2 separate regions of the Ovis aries genome follow, and region 1 is linked to region 2. The links are chromatin contacts, called in public Hi-C maps. All regions are on one chromosome and are shown on one strand. The core of a region is the stretch at or near the end of the contact, and the rest is flanking DNA. Distances in the headings are between cores, read along the strand shown. Region 1 holds the start of LOC114110099. Region 2 holds the start of CTSF (cathepsin F).

What was found. A called contact is a pair of places that touch in the nucleus more often than the background predicts.
Region 1: a contact with region 2 is called in a Hi-C map of tail adipose tissue, with 4 times the contacts expected there. The contact joins the promoter of LOC114110099 here to the promoter of CTSF in region 2. A contact is called at or near these places in 5 of 16 Hi-C or Micro-C datasets (blood, hypothalamus, muscle and 2 more).

The regions. Positions count from the first base shown.
Region 1 is chr21:41,264,997-41,271,322 of ARS-UI_Ramb_v3.0, reverse strand. It overlaps LOC114110099, which reads left to right and starts at 3,598. Exons shown (of 6, transcript XR_009597855.1): 1 at 3,598-3,687. TOP6BL (TOP6B like initiator of meiotic double strand breaks) reads right to left here. Exons shown (of 14, transcript XM_060404116.1): 13 at 3,872-4,053; 14 at 3,631-3,786. The coding sequence ends at 3,721. It overlaps RCE1 (Ras converting CAAX endopeptidase 1), which reads right to left and starts at 3,514. Exons shown (of 8, transcript XM_027959705.3): 1 at 3,307-3,514; 2 at 3,069-3,171; 3 at 2,893-2,972; 4 at 2,561-2,639; 5 at 1,905-2,072; 6 at 1,705-1,776; 7 at 1,384-1,446; 8 at 433-1,086. The coding sequence starts at 2,952. The coding sequence ends at 851.
Region 2 is chr21:41,026,303-41,033,036 of ARS-UI_Ramb_v3.0, reverse strand. It overlaps CTSF (cathepsin F), which reads left to right and starts at 2,841. Exons shown (of 14, transcript XM_012102162.4): 1 at 2,841-3,117; 2 at 3,327-3,425; 3 at 3,713-3,797; 4 at 3,889-3,950; 5 at 4,081-4,156; 6 at 5,540-5,650; 7 at 5,771-5,916; 8 at 6,005-6,101; 9 at 6,181-6,261. The coding sequence starts at 2,905.

The DNA.
Region 1 (6,326 bases), core at 2,349-4,848, 240 kb before region 2:
AAATGAGCACAGCGCGTGGCAGAGGTGGTGAGCCCCAGAACAGCCGCCCCTCCCCAGTGCCTGGGCTGACTCCTCTTCGGGTTAAACTTGCTTCCTCTGTGGCGTGAGGCTGGCAGACACCGGGAGGTCCTGGTGGAAGGCCCGCAGTGGACTATCCACCCTCTCAGAGGCTGGAGGCTCCATCGCTGCAGGCAGGGGGCCCAGATGAGCTGAGCCTGCACGTGCCACCTAGTCCCGCCTGGTGAGGACCTGGGGCCCGGCTCAGGAAGCACACTGAAGACTTAGGGCAGCCAGAGGCCCCATCCTGTCCAGTGCTCCGGGGACCTGGGCACAGGCAGACCTGCCTAGAGGTTAGTGTTCAGGGCAGGTTGGGGGCACGGAGCATGTTCTCAAGACCCCAAACAGACTAATCCCCAAAGGTCCAAGGCCATGTTACCCAAGTTAAATCTCTTTAATATCCCAATACAAAGTCCTGATGCAAAAAGACAATGAGAAAACCCTGGGAAGTTTGGGGGGGGTTCTGTAAATTCCACCCCCGAGCAGCTTTTCAGAGGCAGGGGGCACAGAGCAGCTCAGGGAAGCAGCAGGCCCCGGCGAGGCAGGAGTGCTCGGCTCCGGGGCCCCGCGTCCCTCACTCCCGGCTGCTCCTCGACCCTTTCAGGAGGGGCCACGTCCTGGGATGTCTGCTCCTTTCTCTTGGTCCCTGGGATTCAACTAGCTCTGGCTTCAATCCCCTACAAAAATTCCTGAGTTCTCGGGGCCTCCCATCAGCTCCTCCCCTGAAGTACTCCTTGACGGGGAGGGGCTGGGAAGCCCATGAGAGTTCATAGGAGTGTGTCCGGAGCGTGGGTCAGGAGCACAGGGGAGCCTCTGAGTCCCCTGCCCGCTCCAAAAGGACACAAAGGGGAAGGCTGCCGTAGAGCTTAGGGTCCGTGAGGGGCTGGAGCAGAAGCAGGAAGAGTCCCACACCCAGGGCATAGCCTGCCAGCAGGGGCCGCCTCTGCGGATGCTCCAGGGCTGCACACACGGCAGGAAAGCCCATGTAATTGCAGAAGGAGTGGCAGAGAACCGGCCCAATCAGGTGACCTGGGGAGGGAGACAGAGGAGTCCATGGAGCAGCCCCGCTACCTCCCAGGCCCTTCCAGGGCTAAGACCCTCATCCCCCGAAACAGGAGATCAACGGCCACCCATCCACCCTCACACACAGCCTCTGCTTCCTTCCACCTCTCAAACCGCACCAGGCAGAGGACCCTGGCTCAGCCTGTCTCAAGGACTGTGGGAGAAGAAACTTGTTGCTCCTAGAACAAACACAGATTCCCATTTTCCCACCCACTCCTGTGGGCCCTTGAGCCCCAGGGGACCCGTGAGAGACTGAGGACCAACCTGTGCGGATGAAGAGGAAAGCAGTGTAGGCACCGAAGACAGCTGTGTAGGAGAACTGGAACGCTGGAGACGGGGAGGCCTCGAGTGACCACACCTGCATGCCCTTCCTGCCCCAGCACTGCACACCCATCAGCCAGAGACACCCCCTTCCCCTGGCTGCCTGCCCCAACACCTAGGCTGTTCTCTACACCCCAAGCCCGTGGTCAGCAGCCCCTCCGATACTAGAGCCCTCAGTTCCCAACTCTTCCTCCAGAGCAACTATCAGGGACACCCTCACGCACCCAACCCAGGACTGCCCCAGGCCAGCTCTCTAGGACTCACCTGCAGACAGAAAGATGCTCCCCACACTGCTCTGGCGGAAACGAAGCTGCTCAAAAATGTGGTGAAAATGGGCTGAGAGGAAGATGAGAAGCAGGTCACACTCCTCCCAGCCTGCTGGACAGGCCCTCCCCTGGCCCCCATTTCCCATTCTTGGTTCCCTGCCAGGACCATCTCAACAGGACCAGGCATGACAAACTCACCAACTCCAAAGAAGAGTGGGCAGGTGAACACAGCAGGGCCCAGGCCCGTGCACGGCGCTAACATGGGCAGCATGCAGGCCCGGAACACCAGCTCCTCTGTCAGGGGGGCGATCACTTGGTTTCTCAGCCAACGCATATCTGTGAGGCAGCGGGCCCAGGAGCGAGGGGCTAGGGAGGGGATTCAAGACAAGCCATGAGAGACTAGCTGTTGAACAAAGTGACCCAGAGGCCTCAAGGGCCCCTCTCCCACAACCTCCCCTGGCCATAAATACTTGGGAGAACAGATTAAGATTCAAAGTTTATCAGACCTAGTATAAAACAATATCCCAAGGGGACTAAAAGGGAAAAGCAATAGTAGCTGAGGCAAAGTATCCTGACAGTAAATTCTGGAAACATCAAAACTTGCCCAGGACCAGTTCTCTTCTAGGAAACCAAGGTCAAGGGAAGCAACGGACAAGCTCTCCTGTCCACCCCAAATACTGCTAGGGGTTCCTACAGGCTTCACTGGACATTAGGAACGGACGACTAGAGGCCACCCGATATGTGTTCCCATTTTACTGCTGAGAAACAGAACATCTCAGGTCTTACCATAGCACACTGATCCCTTCTCATTATCCCGGACTGCCTACTTTTTTCCCTTGGCCCTGAGGACTCACCTAGGACAACCTTCAGGCCATCTGCCAGGTCACAGGGGCAATCCATGGAAAGCTGCATCAGTGGGCCCAAGAAAAGGATCTGAGGACAGAAAAACAGGAGCAATCAAAGGAAAGGCTCACAATCCTCTGCTCTTGCCCTGACACGGCATCAGATTTCAGGCTTCCCGTTTTCTGCCAGGATTTCCCACCTATGCATACCCGAGGGCCCTGGGCCATCTCACAATTCTTGTCTCTCACCAGTCAACAGCTGGGCACAACCAGGATTAGGAAAAAAAGGAGGGTCTCACTAACGACGAAGAGCAGAGAAGGAAAGACACAGCAGGAGCACTCACCATGGTCAGCAGCAGGGGCAGCAGCGCTGCTGGGAAAATGCCCTCCAGCCTGAATCCCATCAGGGTAAGCAGGGATGTGCCTGGCTGAGCCACAGGAAAGGGGGCATCAGTCTCTCTCCCTCCCCTGGAGTCCTGAGATCGCTCGCCCGCCGCCCTCTGCCCCGCCTCCTTCGCACCTGGATGCCTGTAAGTTCCCTCCAGAGTAGCACGCAGAGGGGCGAGAGACTTGACACCACCAGGACACTGGTGAAGCGCCGCTTTATGACTGCAGGATGGTCCCTAAGGAGGAGGCAGTAAGTTCAGGGGGCCCACGGCCACCCTTGAGGGCGCGGGCCCGCCCTCTCTTCGCCAAGTCCCGCCCACAGCCCCGCCCCGCGGAGGCGCGGGTTCCGGCCGCGCGCGCAGCCCCCGCACCTGGGCAGCTCGCTCTTCCAGACGTAGAGGCTGCCCACGTAGGAGCAGGCGAGGCTGAGACAAGAGAACACAGACACCCAGCAGCACAGTCCGGGGCCTGGACCGCCCAGAGCCGCCGCCTCGGGCTGCCGCTCTGGCCGCGACACCGACAGCAGGCGAAGCCCGTCCCCGCCCAGCGCCGCCATCGCGCCCGGACCCGCGGCGCGCCGCAGTGACGCGATCCCGCTGCCGCCCGGCCCGCGCCTGCCGGAAGCGTGGCTGACGTCATCCGACGGCGCGGTCCCCGTCCCCGCCCCCGTCCCGTCCCGACACTGAAGCAGAAGGTGCGCGTGCGGAGCAGGTTTATTGAAAAACGGAACAGGCGACCCCGGAGGCGGCTGGGTGGGTGTGGAAGCGCCGGGAAGGGCGCCAGGTTCAGGGCCCAGGCCCAGAACTCAGCCACTCGGACAGATTGGAAATTTCCTGCAGCCATACCGCGTCCTGCGGGAGGAAAGGGGACCTGGGGTGAGGACCCCTCGGCCGTGGCCGTGTCCCCGCCCTGCCGACTCGGCCTTAGCTCGGTTACCTCCAGGCCGCTCCCGGGGCCCGTCCTGCTTCTGCTAAAGGTCAGCGGGGCCGCGGTGGGCTCGGCGCGGCGCGAGGCGGCCTCTGACGGGCTCAGGGCCCCAGCAGAGCGGGAGGCCCCCGTCTCCTCCACGCCTAGGCTGCCTCTCTTGAGCCTCTTGTTTTCTGTTTGCTCGCCGGTCCCTAGGAGAAAACAAGCCCGCTCATCTCACTCCCCTGTCCTGTGCTGGAAAGACCCTTGGGGAAAGCCTGGGAGAAAGGAAGGAGTTAAGAGTCAGACTCTCTTAGCCCTCCCACCTCAGAAACCTTTCAGCTGGTCCTGTCCGCATTAAAACTGGGCAGCACCGGGTCTACAGGATCAGGCTGAGGCTGCACATTGGCTTCGGGGTCTCCCTGTCCCCACAGAGCTGGGCCCGGGAAGACACCTGGGATTGAACCAAGCCCTTACTTGGGTCTCGCGCCAAGGCGGTCACTTGACACGTTCCTCGTGGAGTCTGCACCATCCAGCTCCTCCCTACCTGCCGGAAAGCCAGGCCTCACCTCTCTCCCCCTTTGTTGCTGAGGCTTCATTTGGCAGTGCAGACTTTACTTTTGGGTCTATAGCTTTTTCCTGAGCAGGTCCTGGGAACGTAGATCAACAAGCTGTTCCCTAGGTGCAGCTCACAGATACTAGGAAGGGTGCCGTAGTGTGTACAAAGTCCAGGGGGTAAAACAGAAAGAAGCTGTTAACCATCTCTGTAAGTGAAGAATGGTTTCCTTGAGATGTCTGAGCTGGGTTTTGAAGAATGAACAGAAATACACTGGACTCACAAGGTAGAAGAAGGGAATTCCAGGCTGAAAGAGTTAGGCAAACACGCAAAGGCATTAAGCAGTATCCTACATAAAATGCAAGATGGGGATTCAAGGAGATGAATCTGAATGGGTTAGTGGGAATCAGGGCAGGCTAAGAAATGGATTTTTATTTATAGGAAACTGGAAGGCAGTGAATAAACATGAGGTAGATAGTTACTTTTGTATTTCAGAATGATCATTCATCAAACATGTGGTTTAGAGTCAAGTTAGAGGAGGGAAGCCCTCAAGAGCCCAGAAGTGAAGGCAGTGAGGATGGAGGAGTCGGAAGTATTCATAAGACTGAACTGACAGGCCTTGGTGGTAGACTGGATGTGAATCATTAGAATGAGGGCCATCTCACATGAATCTCAGGATTCTGATGTGAAAAACTAGATATGTCGACTGTGGTGCTGCTAACCCTGACACAGACTAAAGAAAGAAGAGCTGATCTTGGGTGTGTGTGCAGAGGGCAAGATACCAGGAGAGAGGAAGCTGACCATATGGGCCCACCATATGGAGCAGCCAAGTGAGCAGACAGGTCTCCATCTCAGAAGAGACCTGGACTCGTCATACCAACTGAGGAGTCTTGTTCCCAGAGGCAGGGGTCAGCGCCTGGGATGGAAAAGAGCAGCGAGGAAGGGGGTGCGGTGTGAGCACTGTTTGGGGGTGGCCAGAGGAAGCTAGTCGAAGAGAGAAGGTAAGAGATGAGGAGAACCTGGTGCATCACAGCCTCACAGTGCCAAGTGCTGCAGACAGTCCAGCCATGGTACAGATAAATGCACAATCAATTTGGTAATTAAGAGGCCCTCCCACACAAGAGCCGTGCAGTTCTGAGGCACAGGAAAAGCAGTGCCCTGGATTAGAGAGGAAACAAAAGAGAGACAAACGGAGTGCAGCTTGCTGCTTTGAGAATCCTAATCGCGGTGTGAGGGAGATGATGGGAGGAGTTCAAGATCATGGCGCTGTCCTTCTGAAGATGGACCTCCTGACGGGAAGAACTCAGAAAAAGAGTTGAAGGTACAGAAGGAATAACTGATGGCACGGAGAAAATGGACGGGGTAATGCCCCCTGGAGGGGTGGGTCCTGTGCTGATAAGGGTCTGGCAGTGGGCGGAGTACAAGTTGGGTGAGTTTATGGAAAAAAAGAGATTAGTAAGTGAAGTAGGAGGCTAAATCAGGAGGTTGGGTAGATTTTTAACAGAATGGAGTAGCCACTGAGGAGAAAGCCAGGAAGACTGGGAAGAACTGGCAAACTGAAGGCTCTTCAGGGAATGGATCTGAGGCGTCATACACTGTTGATTTTCTTCAGCATGGCTGCCAGTGTGGGACACAGGACTGATGACAACTCGAGGTGCAGCTTTGTAAGGCAGAGCGGCTCAAACACTCTTCTGGGGGGCGTCCACCAGATCATAAATATTCAGTAGAGAGAAAGCATGGGCTTTAAGGGCAGTAGGCTGAAATTCAGATCTTCCTCCTGCTAAGTACATCAGTGTTCCCCACCCCAAAGCGTCACTGTGAAAGACTGGTCACTAAAAGCTTAGCATCTCCCTGGGTCCACAGAAGGTGCTGAATAAAATGTTAATTTCTTTCTTCTAAAGAAAGTGAAAGTGTCGCTCAGTCGTGTCC
Region 2 (6,734 bases), core at 1,592-4,091:
CTAACCATTCATTTCGTGGCAATGTTCCACACAGCAGTAGAGAACTACCACCCCTCTCCTTTCAAGTTCTTCATTCCTATAATTCTCCCCTTTCTGTCTTGAATCATCAATATCTCCCTTCCTATTTCATCAAGTCATAAGCATGCTCTAGGGTCTCTCATCTTAAAAAATGCTTTTCTTTTTTTACTGTGCCCTGCGGCATGCAGGGTCTTGGTTCCCTGATCACAGATAGCACTTGTGTTTCCTGCAGTGGAAGTGCAGGGTCTTAACCACTGGTCAGCCAGGGAAGTCCCCCAAATACTCTAGAGATGTCCCATGCCCCCCCCCCAGTACTGTATTTCTCTACAGTAATACTTTTTCCATGGCAAAACTTATTGAAATCTTGTCTCCATTCATTGCCCATATTTCTCATATTCTCTATTCTTCTTCTTCTTCTTTTTTTTTTTTTTTTTTGCTGCACAATATGGCTTATAGGATCCTAGTTCCCCTAACAGAAATTGAATCCGGGCCTCTGAGTGGAAGCTCAGAGTCTCAACCACTGGATTACTAGGGAAGTCTCAACCCCTAGACTACTAGGGAAGTCTCAACCCGACACTCTTTTAAAAACTTTGTGTTTTAAGTTTAGTTATTTACTTCATTGTTGGGTGTGTTGAGTCTTCGTTGCTGTGCAGGGACTGTCTCTAGCTGCAGTTCTTGAGCTTCTTATTGTACTGACTTCTCTTGCTGTGGAGCACGGGCTCCAGGACACACAGACTTCAGTAGCTGTGGCGCCAGACTTGGTTGCTCCTTTGCATGTGGAGTCTTCCTGGACCAGGGATCGAAACTGTGTCCCCTGCATTGGCACACAGATTCTTAACCACTGGACGGTCAGGGAAGTCCTCAGTCAAGCACTCTTAATGAGGTCCCCAGTGACTTACCTGTTGCCCAATCCCCTCATCTTGTCCTCTCCATGGCATTCAACGCAACCAGCCACTTCCTCTTTCTTGAAACCCACTCTCTTCCTCTACTTTCCTGACATCATTCTTTCTTCATCTTCCTCCTCACGCAGTGTCCATTTCTTCCCAGTCTCCTCTGCTGTCTCCCTCTTTTCAGCTCAGCTTCAGGAGGCCCAGGTTTGATCCCTGGGTCTGGAAGATACCCTGGAGAAGGAAATGGCAACCCACTCCAGTGTTACCTTGCCTGGAAAATTCCAGGGACAGCGGAGCCTGGCGGGCTATGTCCATGGGGTCGTAAAGAGTCAGACACGACTGAGTGACTAACACTTTCACTTTTTCTGAATGTCGACACATCCCTGCTTCACTTTCCTCATGTGTAATCATATAGCTTCTCTCTTGAAGGTTGCTGTGGGAATTGCCTGAGATGCCAAGCATGTAGCTTAAAAACAATTCCTCCTTTCCCTCCATGAATTACAAGTATGCTGTCTTCCCTTATTCTGATGAGATGAGCCACCCTTTCCTCCAGACACTTGTCAGGTGTCTCCAGGGACTAAGAAACAGACTCTGGGGAAGATGACTGTTTCCCACGAGGGTGAACTATGACACCAATCTCTGGAAACTCAGATCTAAGAAAAGTCTCACTGCTTCTGCTGGGCCTAAGAAATTCCTGTTTTTAATTCATTCAGCTTTAGATCTTTCAGAAGGAGGAAGTTCACGGAGCTAGGAGTCTAGGAGTACAGAGACAGTGGCATAGAGCTTAGTCAGGGGTAATGGGCGTGGGTCAGGAAAACCTCCCTGAGAAGTCGTCATCTAAACTGAGAGCAGCGAGGTGTCTAGGAGTTTGAGCAGTGTGAAGGTTCCAGGGTGTGCAAGAGCTTGAATTTCTGCAAATAGAGTGTCACTGGAGTGTCAAGTGCACAGCACAAGATAAGGTCTAAGGCCTGACTGGAGCTTGAAGGGCATTGGAAGTGAAAGTGTTAGTCGCTCAGTCATGTCCCACTCTTTGCAACCCCATGGACTGTAGCCCTCCAGGTTCCTCTGTCCGTGGGATTTCCCAGACAACAAAATTGGAGTGGGTTGCCAAAAACTCTCTTCTCTGTTTCCTCTCCCACAGCTGGTAACACCTTGGAGGAAAATTCCTTTTTCTCATCTGTCTCTCCGCTAAGCTGTGAGCTGCTAGCAGGCAGCATTATGCCCAGCGTATCTGCTCATGCTTCTGTTGCTACTCCCTGGAACACAGCGGTGAAAGCTTGAAGGAATGAAAGAATGGTCCCAACCCTGTGCACTGTTTACATGCTTGTATCTGATCTACGCAACAGCCTGTGACACTGCCAGTCCAGGGAATATCAGCTGCCATTCTGCTGATGAGGAGAGGGGCCTCAAAGAGGTGATGGAGCTGTGAGCTCAAGCTCTGAAGTCCACTCCCTGCGTTCAAGTCCAGCCCTCTCACTTAGCAGATGTTTGACAAGCCACTTAGTCTCTCTAAACCTATATTTCCTCAATTACTAGATGGGGATAATAACATTTATTACTTCACAGGATTGCTACAAAGATTAAAGGGAGAGGGCATATATATATATGCAACATATAATAAGTATGCAATAAGTGGTAGTTGTTTTAATTCTCTGGCCAGTATCGTTTCCTCTCCTCAAACAGCAGTTCCCAGACCTAAGAAGATCACTTCAAGGTCGGGGATCGGGCCACGTCTCCCCAGATCACGCTGGTTTTGCAACACTGCCTACGGTCGAAACTGAGTCCCGCCAGCAGGTCTTGCACAGCCAGCGCACCCACGTGCCTGGCGTAAATAAGCGAGCGCGCAGGCGCCCCCGGCCGGCGCCCATTGGCCGGCGCCCCGCGGCCCCGGAGCTTGGGGAGGACTAGGGCCCCCCAGCCGCGGGCTGCTCCGCCCCGTCGGTTGGTCAGCGCGTCCGTCCGTGCGTGAGTCCGGGCCGCCAGCTTCGCCCTCGCCATGGCACCCTGGCTGCAGCTGCTGTTGCTGCTGGGGCTGCTCCCGGCCGCCGCTCCGGCCTCCAGCAAGCCCCCGGCGGCCGGCGCGCAGGCCTGGGAGCTGGCGTCCCCGGAGCTGCGGGAGCCCGCCCGCTTCGCCTTGGAGATGTACAACCGCGGCCGGGCTGCCGGGACGCGGGCCGCGCTGGGGGCCGTGCGCGGTCGCGTCCGCCGGGTGAGGACGCGCTTGGGGCGGGGCTCCTGGGTCCGCGGTGAGCGGGGCTCTAGTCCGAGGGTTGGGAACTTTGGGCCTGACGTGGGGCGGGGACGTTGGACTTGTAGTGATGGGGAAGGGGGAAGAGGGCGCGGTGGGGCTGCGGGCCCCATGAAGGCTGCGCAGAGGAGAGGGTGGCCGTGCCGCCACTCACCCGCCCTTCGGTCCAGGCGGGCCGGGGATCCCTGTACTCGCTGAAGGCGACCCTGGTGGAGCCGCCCTGCAACGACCCCACGGTGTGTCAGCTCCCGGTGTCCAAGAAGACCCTGGTAAGTGATGGGGCTCCTGCCGTTCCTTTGCCCCCAGATCGAGTCTGGCTGTAGTTGGGACGATCTGTCAAGTCAAGGGGGCGGGATCTGAGGCCGCATCTACCCCACCCTGTCACTACCCAGGCCTGGAAAGGTGAAGGGAGGGGGCCTGGATGCTCGCTCCCGGATGGTGCCTCGCTTTCCACTGTGGGTGAGATTGCCTTCGAGATTGCCTCCAGCTCCATCTTGCCAAAGGCCTTGCCCTCCTCGCAGCCCCCTGACTGGCTTCCTCCTTCCTCTTCCTGCAGCTCTGCAGCTTCGAAGTCCTAGACGAGCTAGGAAAACACATGCTACTGAGGCGGGACTGTGGCCCAGTTGATACCAAGACTACAGGTGCTGGGAGGGCCCAGGGGTGCTGGGATGGTTCAGATCAGACTTCACTCAGGGTTCAGTCCTGCTTCTCCTCTCTTCCAACTCTCTCCAGATGACAAAAATGAGACTTTCAGTTCATTCCTTCCACTGCTGAACAAGGATCCCCTCCCCCAGGTGAGGAGCCTTGTCTGTCTGGGGAACTGGCTGCGCCTTTCCTTCACTCTCTTCCTCCACCCTGGCCCGGGGCTCCCACGTGTGTCTGAGAAGGACTGCTTGTAAAGACTCCCTCTCTCTGCCTTTCCAGGACTTTTCTGTGAAGATGGCTTCGATCTTCAAGGACTTTGTCACCACCTATAACCGGACATATGATTCGCAGGAAGGTGAGGACCTAGCCTTGGCTGGATGTGTCCTGATCAGATCAGGACCTCCCCTCCAACTTGGCACCTTAGCGTTGGAGTAAGGGAAAGGGCAGTTCAGTTCAGTTCAGTTCAGTCACTCAGTCGTGTCCGACTCTTTGCGACCCCATGAATCACAGCACGCCAGGCCTCCCTGTCCATCACCAACTCCCCGAGTTCACTCAGACTCACATCCATCGAGTCAGTGATGCCATCCAGCCATCTCATCCTCTGTCGTCCCCTTCTCCTCCTGCCCCCAATCCCTCCCAGCATCAGAGTCTTTTCCAATGAGTCAACTCTTCACATGAGGTGGCCAAAGTACTGGAGTTTCAGCTTTAGCATCATTCCTTCCAGAGAAATCCCAGGGCTGATCTCCTTCAGAATAAACTGGTTGGATCTCCTTGCAGTCCAAGGGACTCTCAGGAGTCTTCTCCAACACCACAGTTCAAAAGCATCAATTCTTCGGCACTCAGCCTTCTTCACAGTCCAACTCTCACATCCATACATGACCACAGGAAAAACCGTAGCCTTGACTAGACGGCCCCTAAATCCCCCCATGTTCTTGTTTAGCCTCCCAGGACTTGGCAGTCACCTCAGGGAGCTGGCGCTTCTCCCATCTGATTTTCCTAGTCAGAAACCATAGATCTCCATCATTCTGGGTGGAGTGGGATGGGGCAAAGGCCATATTTTCTCTGCTGGAGGACCCCTGGCTTGGTAGCCTTTTCCCATGACCTTCTGTCTTTGGAGCCCATTTTGGTTCTCCTTTCATATCTGGGGAGTCATCACCCCATTTTGGCCTCACTCTTATCACTTGCAGATCTGGTCCTGACACCCACTCCAGGGTACTGACTTTCTCTCTTTTTTAAAAAATATTTAGTTTTATTTATTTAATAATAGATAAACATTATATAGGTAATAAAATATAATAATACTATATTATTAACATATAATATATTGGTAATATAATAAATATTTATAATAAGAATTATAAATATTTAAAAATAAATACTTGTTTATAAATAAAATTAAATATTAAATTATAGTGTTTAAATATAATAATTTAACTATTATTATAAATAATAAAGACTTGGCTGCACCAGGTCTTAGTTGCAACATGCAGGATCTTTCAAGTGTGGAATATGGGATTTAGTTCCCTGACCAGGGATTGAATTCAGGCCTCCTTCTTGGGAGCGTGGCATCTTGGCCACTAGACCACAGGGATGTCCCTTGCCCTTCTTGAAATAAGCTTCAGACCTGTTCCAGGGTCCACTGTTCCCCATGGAAACCTCTGCCTCTTATCCCCAAGCACCTCTCCTTTATGATCTGCCTGGGGCCCAAGCCTGACTTCTGCTTATTGTTTCTCAGAAGCCAGTTGGCGCATGTCCGTCTTTGCCAATAATATGGTGCGAGCGCAGAAGATCCAGGCCCTGGACCGTGGCACAGCTCAGTATGGGGTCACCAAGTTCAGTGACCTGACAGGTAGGGGTGGTAGCCAGAGCCCTCATGATGCCTGGAAGAGACAGGGCCTGCTCCCAAGGCCCCTGGGTAGGACTGGCTTCGAATACTCTTTTCCTACCCCCCGCCCACCTCTATCCACAGAGGAGGAGTTCCGTACCATCTACCTGAATCCCCTCCTGAAAGATGCACCTGGCAGGAACATGCGCCTGGCCCAGCCTGTCACAGACGTTCCTCCGCCTCAGTGGGACTGGAGGAATAAGGGGGCTGTCACTGATGTCAAGGACCAGGTCGGACCCCAAAGAAGCGAGGGTGGGACGTGTGGGCTGCACCGGCCTTCAGAAGGGACCCAGCCCTGACTCTGCCCGTCTCTTGCAGGGTATGTGCGGCTCTTGCTGGGCCTTCTCAGTCACAGGCAACGTGGAAGGCCAGTGGTTCCTCAAACGAGGGACCCTGCTCTCCCTCTCTGAGCAGGGTGAGCATCCCGCTGTGCCCCCCTGTCCCCAGCCCAGCCCCTCCGGAGGGCTCCTCGGGACCAGCCTTCTGTCTCCTAGAGCTCTTGGACTGTGACAAGACTGACAAGGCCTGCCTGGGAGGCTTGCCCTCCAACGCCTACTCGGCCATAAGGACTCTGGGTATGCATTCACGGGGCTTCAGGAGGGGCGGCAGGAGCACAGCTCCCTCCCCCGCAAGTCACTTTGTGAGGGAGGGAGACGGGAGCATGGCAGTCCTGTGAACTGGGTTCAAGTCTTAATGCTGACCCCTAACTGGCTGAAGACCTTGGGCAGGTCAGCTCTTTCAGAGCCTCACTTATCTCACCTGTGAAATGGGCTTCCATGCACCCACTTCGTAGGATTGTCTTGAGGGTCAAGTGAGGGGAATGTGTGTCAAGTTCCTGGTGCGTAGCAGGGGTCTTGCTATTTTCACTGCTCTGAGGCCTGTATTTCTAGTGCTGCTAAACCCAAGAGCAGTACACCGCCCCCTTGAGGGGAGGGAGGTGTTGCCTAACCTGGCAGTTCGGTTGAGCAGTGGGCCGCAGTGGTGGGAAGAGGAGGGCTGAGGGATTGAAGTGGCCGTACAGACTGGCGAGGGAGCCTGGCAGGGGTCT